3 separate regions of the Mus musculus genome follow, and regions 1 and 3 are each linked to region 2. The links are chromatin contacts, called in public HiChIP or PLAC-seq and promoter capture Hi-C maps. All regions are on one chromosome and are shown on one strand. Each heading gives the region's core, a stretch centred on a gene start, on an enhancer-like site or on the middle of the called end of the contact. The rest is flanking DNA. Distances are from core to core; before and after follow the strand shown. Region 1 has its middle 15 kb from the start of Gm35388. Region 2 holds the start of Lpar6 (lysophosphatidic acid receptor 6). Region 3 holds the start of Cysltr2 (cysteinyl leukotriene receptor 2).

What was found. HiChIP or PLAC-seq counts read pairs in DNA pulled down with a chosen protein or histone mark. Capture Hi-C pulls out chosen DNA fragments and counts their contacts.
Region 1: a BATF HiChIP or PLAC-seq map of CD8 T cells shows a contact between it and region 2, with 9 read pairs. The contact joins the enhancer-like site here to the promoter of Lpar6 in region 2. A contact is called at or near these places in 2 of 39 promoter capture datasets (macrophages and neutrophils), 2 of 484 Hi-C or Micro-C datasets (female germline stem cells and female germline stem cell-derived STRA8 germ cells), 4 of 115 datasets of contacts at active chromatin or transcription factors (CD8 T cells, the SCID.adh cell line, embryonic stem cells and 1 more) and 3 of 9 other capture datasets (adipose tissue, embryonic stem cells and liver).
Region 3: a contact with region 2 is called in a promoter capture Hi-C map of pancreatic islet. The contact joins the promoter of Cysltr2 here to the promoter of Lpar6 in region 2. A contact is called at or near these places in 2 of 484 Hi-C or Micro-C datasets (Th1 cells and natural killer cells), 3 of 115 datasets of contacts at active chromatin or transcription factors (effector CD8 T cells, memory CD8 T cells and regulatory T cell precursor) and 3 of 9 other capture datasets (adipose tissue, liver and pancreatic islet).

What each region holds. Positions count from the first base shown.
Region 1 is chr14:73,085,630-73,089,601 of GRCm38.p6, forward strand. No RefSeq gene overlaps it. Among named protein-coding and RNA genes, the nearest start is that of Gm35388, 15 kb to the right of the region's middle. Within about 2 kb of position 2,287, at least 35 of the 459 cell types and tissues checked have an H3K27ac peak or open chromatin away from gene starts, as enhancers often do. A contact at or near this core is called in CD8 T cells, where this site is marked.
Region 2 is chr14:73,236,538-73,240,540 of GRCm38.p6, forward strand. It overlaps Lpar6 (lysophosphatidic acid receptor 6), which reads left to right and starts at 1,354. Exons shown (of 1, transcript NM_175116.4): 1 at 1,354-3,821. The coding sequence starts at 2,064. The coding sequence ends at 3,098. All of the region lies in intron 17 of Rb1 (RB transcriptional corepressor 1), which reads right to left.
Region 3 is chr14:73,047,169-73,050,870 of GRCm38.p6, forward strand. Cysltr2 (cysteinyl leukotriene receptor 2) reads right to left here and starts at 1,946. Exons shown (of 5, transcript NM_001162412.1): 1 at 1,868-1,946; 2 at 1,356-1,460.

The sequences.
Region 1 (3,972 bases), core at 1,037-3,536, 150 kb before region 2:
ACAATCTGATGGAAGCTGTTACTGATACAGATCTGGAAACACACACAGAGCTAAACTACATCTCATTACTCTTCAGCTCCAATCTTTCTCATCTGACATCCCTGCTTCTACAGTTGCCCCTTTTTCTGAGCTGGAATGTGTTCCCCCGAAATACATGTTGAAGACCTAGAAAATGACATCTCATTTGAGAATAGAGTGTGGTTATAATCAAAATGAGATGGCTAACTGAAACACAAACCTCTCTAGCCAATGCCTGATGCCTTTACCTAGAGGAAGAGAGCTAGAGACATTGGAGAAAGACTATGTAGGGATGGACTTATCTAGCCACAAACCAGGGAAAGCCAGAAGCTGAAAGTGGCCAGTGGAGTCTCTCCCAGAGTCTTCAGAAAGAGCATAGCTCTACTAACATATAGATTTTAAAAATTATAACCCCAGAATAGAGAACACATTTCTAATGTTTTAAGCTCCTTATTTGTGATCATGTTACAATAGCTATAGACAATTATGATACCTTTCTATAATCTACATCATCAAACCAAGAATAATCTTTTTTTCTCTAGACAAGTTTCACCTATCTCAGACTATCTCAAACTCTATGTAGCTTAGGGTGGCCTTGGGCTATTATTGATTTTCTTATTTCCACCTCTCAAGTGCTGCCATTACAGGCATACACTGCCCTGCCCAGTTAATGCAATGCTAATATTCAAATCCAGGGCTTTTTACTAGACAAGCCCTCTACCAAGCAAGCAACCGTGGCCTCAGAAGAGCAATCTATTTAAAATGTAACTCTGGTCTTTATAATCTAAATACCACCAAGCCTACCTATATCAAAGTCTTTCCAGGTGCTAATAAACTGCCCTTGATCTCCTTCTGTTTTCCCCTCACCTGTTTCATGGCAGTAACCCCCATCTCCTTGCTGTTCCTCGAGCAAGCAAAGCAGTCTCCTACAGTGAATCTTTGCCTCTATCTGGAAGGCTCCGCCTCTGCTAGTCATGTGACTCCTCTCAGCTTCTTCAGGCTTTGTTCCCTGTCACCTTCTGGGTGAGGAATACTTTGATGAGCTTCCTAAAGTCACAATCAACCACTCTTTTCACTACCAAAGTTCTTTATTGGGCTCTAGTTTTCACACACATTAATGCCCAGTCATAGAACAAGCGGCTCATTGATCATTTAGTTATTTCCACAAAGCTGAAACATAACCTGTACGAAGTAGAAATTCCTTTCTTTGACCATTAAAGAGAGCCAATAGAAGGCACACAGTAAATATCTGTTGACTGGATAGATGAGAATGAATGGAAAGGGTTCTGTCCAGGTAAAAGTGGATTCTTAACAACAGGCATCTTTTAGGGGAAAACAATTCTCCTCCCCATGGCTTCTGAAGTTTTAATTCCATGGTCAATTTATTTCCAGGCCATATTCCCCCAAATCCAATTTAAGTTGGGATTTTCCCAAGTCAATTAGATGGGGCTTAAATTAGAAAAGGTATATAAATTCAGCTGACACTGCCCTTGGCACAGCCCAAGTGCCTGATAAATTATTTCTCCTCTTCTTTGCAATCACTAAAGGATTTGAATATCCTGAAGGAGTAGGTTGCAGATTTCTCTCATATGTGTTATATGAATGTGTGCGTGTGCGTGTGTGCGTGTGTGTGTGTGTGTGTGTGTGTGTGTGTGTGTGTGTGTGTGTGTGTGTGTGTGTATTGACAGAAACAAATGGTCTGGGGCCACACACACTGAGCCAGGAGCTGCCCTTCCAGTCTTGTGGATAAGTAATGATGTAGCAATGTGGTGACCTTATGGAGTAACAGTGTTACAACAATGAGTGATACATTTCTGCCTTCCGCAGGCAACAATCTTCTCTCAGTTTGTAACTATGTGTTACAATTTGTAACTATTTGTAACTACTGACCTCCCTTCCTTGCCTCTCAGTAGCCTCTGGAAATCTGTGTGATTGCACCACACAAACATAAGAAGACCCAGAGGAAATAAAAGCCAGATCGAGTTCACCATCACATACTGCACCACCACTATCTATTCACAGGTTGGTTCAATCTTATCATAGGGACTTAGCTTTCTAGATACCAATGAAGTCACTTGGCAGTGTCTACCCTTACTGCAGAGGCACATGTATTTCTTAAAGCAGAACCTGGGTGCTGACATTTGCCCCCACACGGCTTTCTCTTTTCTTTTTTTGACTTTGCAATGAAATCATAATTCATTTCTCTGCAGGGCACCTTCCAGTAAGTTTGTGGCTATAACATCGGTGAAATACAAACCACATCCTGGAGTCTCTAGAAGAAGTAAGAACCCACTTGAAAATGTCTAGAGGGGAGGTTGGAGGTGGCTCAGTGGTTAGGATCTGAGTTTGGATTGCCATTGTCCACGTAAAAGCTGACAACAGCAGCGCACCCCAGCACAGGCAGGTTCCAGGGGCTCACTGGCCAGCCAGTCTCGTCAAAACAGTGAGCTCCAGGTTCAGTGAGAGACCCCCATCTCTTTGTCAGGTATAGAAGCAATTGAGAAAAATGCCCAAACATCATCAAACTCTGGCTTCTTCAGTCACCTGTGTGGGCAAGCACACGGGCATGTACATGAGTGTGCACATATGCATGTACATGCACACACACACACACACCTGCATGCATGCATGCATACGTACATATGTACATACATACATAAAAGAAAACTAAAGAGACAGAAATTGCAAGTGAGAAGGCCTCTTACTCTTCTATACACAGTATCTCATTTCATTCACTCAAGAGATGAGTGTCACAAAGATATAGATAAGAAAACTATCAAAAACTTATTTTCAGAAAGTGAAACTAGGTCACTGTGTCTACCAGGGTAAATTCCCACAAACCTGGCTTAAAGAGACAGAGGCTCATCCTCTTGCCATTCTGGAAACCTGATCCTGGTTTCCAAAAGCCTGGATCCTAGCATCAAAGTTTTGTCTCAACAGAATCATTCATTCACTTTCACTCATTCATTTAACAAATATTTACCGAATGTCTTCCATGCATTACAAGGACTGGAAGTTTCTGGGAGCTCCTGAAAGAGTCCCTCCTTGCATCTCTCCTAGTCACTAGCCAGCAATCCCCAGTGTCCTGTGTTCCAATCTCAACCTTGCTGTATAGCACAGCCTTCTATTAGCTTATTAAGATACTACTCATTGAGTTTATAGCAAAAAAAAAAAAAGAAAGAAAGAAAGAAAGAAAGAAAGAAAGAAAAAAAACTCTAAGCTAGTCACATCTGTGTTGATTGTTTTTTGTCAACATAGCTAGTGTCATTTGGGAAGAAGAACCTCAATTTTAAAACTCCCTCCATAAGATTGGCCTGTGAGCATGTCCATGGGTTATTTCTTTTCTTGATTAATGATGGATGTCAGTGGTGCTGTCCCTGGGCTGGTGGTCCTGGGTTCTATAAGAAAGCAGGCTGTGCAAGCTATGTAGAGCAAGCCAGTAGGCAGCACCCCTCTGTGGTCTGTGTTTCAGTTCCTGCCTCCAGGCTCCTGCCCTCGGAGATGGAGTATGGCTTAGTTTGTAAAATGAAACAATTCCTTTCCACGCCTAAGCTGATTTTGTTCAGTGTTTTACCACATCAAGAGAAAACGAATGAGGACAACCGTCTGACCCCACAACCTCCTTACATCTCCAAAGACCCTATTTACCTAATAAGGTCATATTCTTAGGATAAGGACTCGGGCATGTCATGGGGCCATACAACCCACTGTAGCCACTAAGAAGGTGGGAAACCCAGAACTCAGACTCCGCTCTGAGTGCAACATTCTAAGTACACATAGCCTCCCCTGGTTCTCCCAGGAGAGTAGGACAAGCCACTCTGGAGTGTCACTGGCCTGGGGACAAGTGCTTCTTCCCATGTCATCTTTCCCTGAGAGAAAAGTCTGGTTTCCCTTAATTGACCTAGATTCAAATGGAATGTAAAAGTCTCTCTCATAGATGCCCCATTATAACCT
Region 2 (4,003 bases), core at 104-2,603:
GTGCCCTCTTCTGAACTGTAGGTGTACATGCAAGCAAAACACTGTATACATAATAAATCGTTTTTTAAAATGACAATAAGGAAACTTAAAAGTGGATCACTCAAATTTTATATTTTTCCTAAAATAACTATTAACAGAAAAGTTTCTTCATGGAGAAGAAAATGTTATTAAGTGTCCCTTTTTTCATTACTGCACTCAAAGTTCCCATCTTCCAATAGGAACACATTTGCATCTGTTTTCCACACCAAAACCAAAGCAAAGAAGTTCAGACCCTCAATCTTTACCGCCTATAAGACTGTATTATTTGATCATAGATGACTTCCTAATCAAAACAATAAAAAGATTATAATTCACCATCAAAAGTAATCAAATTTAAAAGGTATAGAACACATGATACATGCTCTTAAGTATACATCTTAATATGTAAACTAAGGTGTCTATAGAGAAACTTGCTCTGAAATGCCTTCACTGACCCCAAATGAAGGGTTTCAGCTTCAAATTTAGAGATGAAAGTAGATCTGGAATATACCCCAACACACAGCCAACATGTAAAAGAAACTGAAGGGAGAGACGGAGGAAAGGAGAATAAAATCATGGAAACTACATTTAGACAAACAGTAGAACTGAGATTCTCTGCTGTAAGTTATTTCAATTAACTCAGAAGGGGGGAGCCCGTTTTACAAAGCACACTTTCCCACTATGCTTATATTAAGTTGTGGGCAAAAGACTGACACTGTACTAAAAGTAAAAGTTTTGGAGTACTATTCTCACTACTGAGTTATAATCCTCCGGGGGGGGGGCATACTTAATGTAGTCTTTGGTGTATTAAAATTGAACTAGCTCTAGAAAATTAGTTTCAAAGAAAAATGTTAGAACATTATTTATCAAAAACTAAAGAGATCCAGGATTAAAGCTACTCACAATCATGCCAATTAAGTTAAATGCTGGAGAGCAATTAAAAAACACCAGATACTAAGAGAAGCAGGACTGCCTGCCTCAGTCAAAGGCTTTATATAAACTCTTAAGGTTCTGCCTTCAGGCACAAACAGTTCTTTAATGTGCCACTCATATCGCCTACATTTCAATTTATAAACATATATACACCCATCTGCATTTTATTTCTTTAAAGAAGGCAATATCCCAACTACAAGAGCAATAGAAGAGAAAGAATCTACCTTATGTTTCTTTCTTTCTCTTACTTATTACTAACTAAAGCAAATCAAACCACTTTGGAGAAGTTGTCAGAATCCCCGGAAAGCATTTTGGCATAAAAAGAGTTAACACCCAACTCAGCTGGGCAGCCAGTGACCATTTGCAAGCCTCCTAGGTACATTCCCAGCAGACACATTATCAGATTAAAGGAACTGCAAACAACTGGGTTGAAGCCTTCCTTTGTCCAAACCCAGCCTCTTCTTCCTGTGATGTCATATTACAAATCTGGGAAGGCTTTCTTGCTCACTTCAGAGACAGCCCATCTCACAATACAGCTGGCAACCTCCGAAAGGCCTCTCCATTCAGCAAGCGCGAACATGCTTAGGAATTTATCTGGGATCCCTTAAACGACTGCCTATCGCCGTCCGGAATCAATGTAGAAATACAAAGTTTGAGAATAAAAAGAAGGAAGAAGTACCCGAGGACGACGGGCGGACGGACGCACGGCGAGTGTTTGTGACTGAAGTAAAGCTGGTTTGGACCCTGGCGGCTGAAGCACAAGTTTCCACGCGGACTGGTCTGGTCCGACTTGGAACAGTTTTTCCTTACACTTTCAGCTTTATGGGTTGGCTTCCTTGACTGCATTTTCTGTCAGTTAACTAAACTCCAGACTCATGGATTTTCTCGACCAGAAAATCAGACTATTTTCCTGAATAATCTACTAGAAACTTTTACGGAACACATTTCATGTTTCCTTTGAAGAGTTAAGAGAAGAAAGTATTTGTAAGAACAGGAAAAGAAACAAATACTTTGCAAATAAACTGGCTGCTGCTGTGACCACATCTGAATAGCAAAGGCGATCGATCAAGCGCTGCGGACAAAAGGCCTCCTGTAAGCTGCACTGCCTGACAATGGTAAGCTCCAATGGCTCCCAGTGCCCTTATGACGACTCCTTTAAGTACACTCTGTACGGGTGCATGTTCAGCATGGTCTTCGTGCTTGGGCTGATATCCAACTGTGTTGCGATATACATTTTCATCTGTGCCCTCAAAGTGAGAAATGAAACTACAACGTACATGATTAACCTGGCAATGTCAGATTTACTTTTCGTCTTTACTTTGCCATTTCGGATTTTTTACTTTGCAACACGGAATTGGCCATTTGGAGATCTACTCTGTAAGATTTCAGTAATGCTGTTTTACACCAATATGTATGGAAGCATTCTGTTCTTAACCTGTATCAGTGTAGATCGATTTCTGGCAATTGTCTACCCATTTAAGTCAAAGACTTTAAGAACGAAACGAAATGCAAAGATCGTTTGCATTGCTGTGTGGTTCACAGTGATGGGAGGAAGTGCGCCTGCAGTTTTCTTTCAGTCGACCCACTCTCAGGGGAACAATACCTCAGAAGCCTGCTTTGAGAACTTTCCAGCGGCCACATGGAAAACTTATCTCTCCAGGATTGTGATTTTCATTGAAATAGTGGGCTTTTTTATCCCTCTCATTTTGAACGTAACTTGTTCTAGTATGGTGCTAAGAACTTTAAATAAACCTGTTACATTAAGTAGAAGCAAAATGAACAAAACTAAGGTTTTAAAAATGATTTTTGTCCACTTGGTCATCTTCTGTTTCTGTTTTGTGCCCTACAACATCAACCTCATTTTGTACTCGCTCATGAGGACACAGACCTTTGTTAACTGCTCTGTGGTGGCGGCAGTGAGGACCATGTACCCGATCACTCTCTGCATCGCTGTTTCCAACTGCTGCTTTGACCCTATTGTTTACTACTTCACCTCAGACACAATTCAGAACTCAATAAAAATGAAAAACTGGTCGGTTAGAAGAAGTGACTCCAGGTTCTCTGAAGTTCAGGGCACTGAGAATTTTATCCAACACAACCTACAGACCTTAAAAAATAAGATATTTGATAATGAATCTGCAATATAAGCTGCCTGACTAAGCCACTGGGACTGCTCCGTGTTCAACTGTGAAAACTGTGTTCTTGGGAACTATCTCTCCGGCTCCAACAGAAAATATTTTTAAAGGAAGTTTGTGTCTGATGTGTTAAACATTAAAATATATTCTATTCTTGTATGCACGCCATTTTACTTTCTTGAACCACTTTAACGTGTTTTTTCCTCATTAAAAAAAAAAAACTCCATAAAGTTAAGGTCTAAAAGCAATTATGATTTAAATAATGTGATATATCTGTACGTTTAAAATTTTGTATATCATGAAATGATTTAATCAGAAATCTGTTAAATGGTTTTATACTGAACCGAGATGTTGTTTACGGAATAGTTTACTAAGTAGATTTCACTTATATTTTATTTTAGATTAAAAGTACTTATCATGCCTTAAACTGTAAACAGTGAAGAAAACCAGTTTGAACTAGTCACACAGTTTTAGAGCATTTCCTCCAAGAGACTACTGCAGTTTTCTGCATGACATTTTATCTTTTTAGGCAACTCATAAAAAAGAAAAGGTATCTAACTATATAGTATATTTTGAAATTACTATTTTGATTTATATTCTGGCTGCAACACCCAATTTCAAAATGATATATAGTATAAAAACTTAGCATAAAGAAACTAATGAAATGTTATCTTGCTAGGTAAATTATTTTGAAAGTACAATAAAAACCTTGTATTTTCAAGAATGTTGGTCTAGAAATCACCAGGACAGTGAAGTGCCTGAGTTTTTAGAATGTGATACATAGCTAAGATTTTTTTTTTTACTTCTTTTCCTCTCTCACTTTAGATCAACTACAGAGTGCCTGAAAATGTTATTTCAAGTGGAAAAAAAACCTTTAAAAATGTTAAACGTATAAAGTAAAGACATAGTTCTTTACA
Region 3 (3,702 bases), core at 696-3,195, 190 kb before region 2:
AACTTTTACCAACCTGACAGGTCTGCACATATACTCCTTCTTCTCTTTCCTCAAATACAGATAACTATTTTTAATAAAAGAGGGTGCATGTTACATTGCTTTTCTGTATCCTGCTTTTACTAGCCACTGAGACATAGTCATCTTTTATTTTCCAAGTGATATACTATTAATGCCATCATTTAACTAATAACATGCAGATAAAAGAAAATTCATTTCATCAATTCCTTAAAATAGTTATTATTTGGGTTATAAGAATGTAGCCAGATCCTCTGGGCTTGCCAATTTGCTTCTACCTAGGGAAATACCCTGTGACCCCAGGGCTTTGTTTTTGCCATCTACAAAATGAGAAATATATTATATATACATGTCTCTATATACAAATATACTACAAAAATTCTTATTTGTATCAAAGATGCTAAAGAGGTACTATTCTCCATGGAATGAAAACAAGAAGAAATTCATCTGGCATGCTGTTGATCAAATTAAGTTCAAGTATGTTCCTGTAGGAAGCTCAGGAAAGACTGATTCAGCCTGGGTTAATTAGTTACCCTTTATCTGTCTATCCTTTCTTAGGGGAGAAAGCAGAACACAGCTCTTATATAAATTCAGTCCATATTTTCCTTAGAGGGATAAGGATCCAGTGAAAACAATTTCTCTTGAAAAGCAGGGTGAGACATTAGATCCAGTCTTAGCCATCTTCTATACCTGTGGTATGTTTGTAACTTGGCACACATCTCTTGAATGACCTTACAAGGTTGTGAAACCAAAGAAATATGACAGCCTTGACAGGTACTAGCACACAGTGAGCTTAATGGTAACATATTTAGAACCTTCTAGAGTCTCTGCTTCTCTAGTTCCTACCTTCCCAAGCCATGGAAACAAATCTACTTACTTCAAGCATTAGTGAACTGAAGCTTCCGAGTATGGTCGCATCTCAAGGGTTGAAGTGGTTAAGGTAGATGACAAAGACTTCTAAAATTCTTATATGCCCCATAAATTAGCTCTATAAGCTATTTACAGAGTTAAAAAAAAAGACTTGCCTTTGATTGCATCTTCTTATTTCTTCATTCATATTACTCTCAGGTACATGTAAAAGACTAGAAAGTATTCAAACAGCTTATTTAACTTTTTTAACTGACTATTCATTAACATCACCTGGGAATTAATAGTAGACAAAAACACATTAAAGACTGGCCAATACCAGAAAATCCGTTTTTGAGGGGTTGTTTTCTAATCTCCTAAGATGAAGTGTTTCTGACTGAGGTGCAGCCCAAGCTAAAAATCGCCAATGGATGTTCCCAAATGAATGGGTTCCAAGCACACAGCCCTCCACACATGTGAATTCCCCAGTGTACCTCTGAACCAAATCACTGAAGTATGCCTTCTCAGATGGACTCTTCTCTCTTCCAAAAGCAAAGCTTCGGAGTAGAAAAAGGTCTTACAGAATAAAATGACCGAATCTATGCAAAATAGGAAAGAATCTAAATGGTAAAATCTATATGCTAAAAGAAGTGCCTCATATAGCAATTTACAATTACAATTTTATAGAATTCGTGGTAGTGTGGATAAAGTGCACGCTTTAAAGGAAAAAAATAATATCTGCTCTTATTTTATATATACAACTATGAGAGAAAGCTAAAAATTATATGCACCTCAAAAAGGAAGGAAATACCCCAACTGACAATCAAGCCTTGTGGTGGTATTTTCTACAGTCTACAATATTTTTGTACTTTTTCCAGTTTACCACATAAGATGGTAGAACAAACACTGATAGTTGAACAAATTAAGCTTACTTTCCACATGCCATTCCTGTACTCATCCTCAAAGCACAGTTCTCAGTAACAAATGAACACAAAGGGAAACCTACCTGTGCCTCTGCCTTCGGTCGCCCTGGCGTCTGCTCTGACTCCAGGCTTCTCGCCCCATAGAATGCAGCTTGTTTATTTAAAACAAAAGTGAAACAAACACTGTTTTATGAACAGTGTCAGCCAATAGCAAGGCGAGAAGTCACTTGGGTCAGCAGGACCTCAGCTTTGTGGCACTGTCATGGGTGTGGGTGCTTGAGTTCTTTCTTCAGAAGTCAGAGAATTTCCAGTTTGTGACTGTCAACCTCTTTCAAGTCACCCTAGAATTGCCCTGCCGCTAATGATTGGTTTTTGCTGGGGTTTTTCTTTTCTTTCTTTTCTTTCTTTCCTTCCCCCCCCCCCCCTTTCCATCGGGATCTTTTGCAGGATGTGATGGGCAGGGAGCTGGGGGGAGGGGGAGGTTAAGTGGCTGTTATTTCTCCAAAAGGGCTTCTGTTCCCATGCCCAACCCATCAGTGCAGCGCTCTGTAGCCTGCTTTAGAGCACTCTCACCACTCTCTGATGCTCTCACATTCTCACTTACTCCACTGAAAAGTCTCTGCAAAGGTCACCGATGGTCTCAAGGTTCATGTAATGTGTTCTTTCTCCGTTTTCCTCTTCCTTTCTCTCTTGTTTGAATAGCTAATTGTGGAGACTTGTTCTCAATCTGCCTCGCTCTTTTTTCCAACTTTCAGAATGGTTCGTTCTCCTTTGCCTCCTGAGACTGAGTGACAAATCTCTCCCACGGGTTCAGGTGCTTGAACGCTGGGTCTCCAGTCAGTGGTGTTATTCAGGGAGGTGGTGCAGCCTCACAGGAGGGGATGTGGCACCACCGGAAGTGGCCTGTGAGCATTTATCCCCTCAGTCCAGTTCTCATACTGCTCTCTCTGGTTCACATTTGCAGATACAGATGTGATCTCTCAGCTTCCTTCCCTGGGCACTCACCACCATGCCTCCCAGGTCATATGGACTGTCTGAAATTTAAATCCCAATAAATTCTTTCCTTGTGTTGCCATTGTTCCTGATATTTTACTATAGCAACAGACTAATACCTATTACACCCCCTTTTCAGATTGCTCATTTCCTATTAATTTTTCCAGGTGCAAGTTTTTCCTAAAGATTTCTGCCGTCTTTGTTTCTTCTTCTCTTGCCTATGTATAACTTATCCTCAGCGAAATCCATTTTAAAATCTATACTGCATCAAAATGACCCCAAATACTCAATATGATTTTGAAACAGAACAATTAACCTAAAATTCTCAAACTTCATAATTGCAAAACAACACACTACTTAGCAATTATAACAGTCTAGTTGTTTGGGTTTCTTTTTTTCCAATCAATGGCCTTTCTCTACAAAAAGGATAAACAGGCTGAGAAAGAAATTAGGGAAACAACACCCTTCACAATAGTCACAAATAACATAAAATACCTTGGTGTGACTCTAACTAAGGAAGTGAAAGATCTGTATGATAAGAACTTCAAGTCTCTGAAGAAGGAAATTAAAGATCTCAGAAGATGGAAAGATCTCCAATGCTCATGGATTGGCAAGATCAATATAGTAAAGATGGCTATCTTGCCAAAAGCAATCTACAGATTCAATGCAATCCCTATCAAAATTCCAACTCAATTCTTCAACGAATTAGAAAGGGCAATCAGCAGATTCATCTGGAATAACAAAAAACCTAGGATAGCAAAAACTCTTCTCAATGATAAAAGAACCACTGGTGGAATCACCATGCCTGACCTAAAGCTTTACTACAGAGCAATTGTGATAAAAACTGCATGGTACTGGTATAGCGATAGACAAGTAGACCAATGGAATAGAATTGAAGACCCAGAGATGAACCCACACACCTATG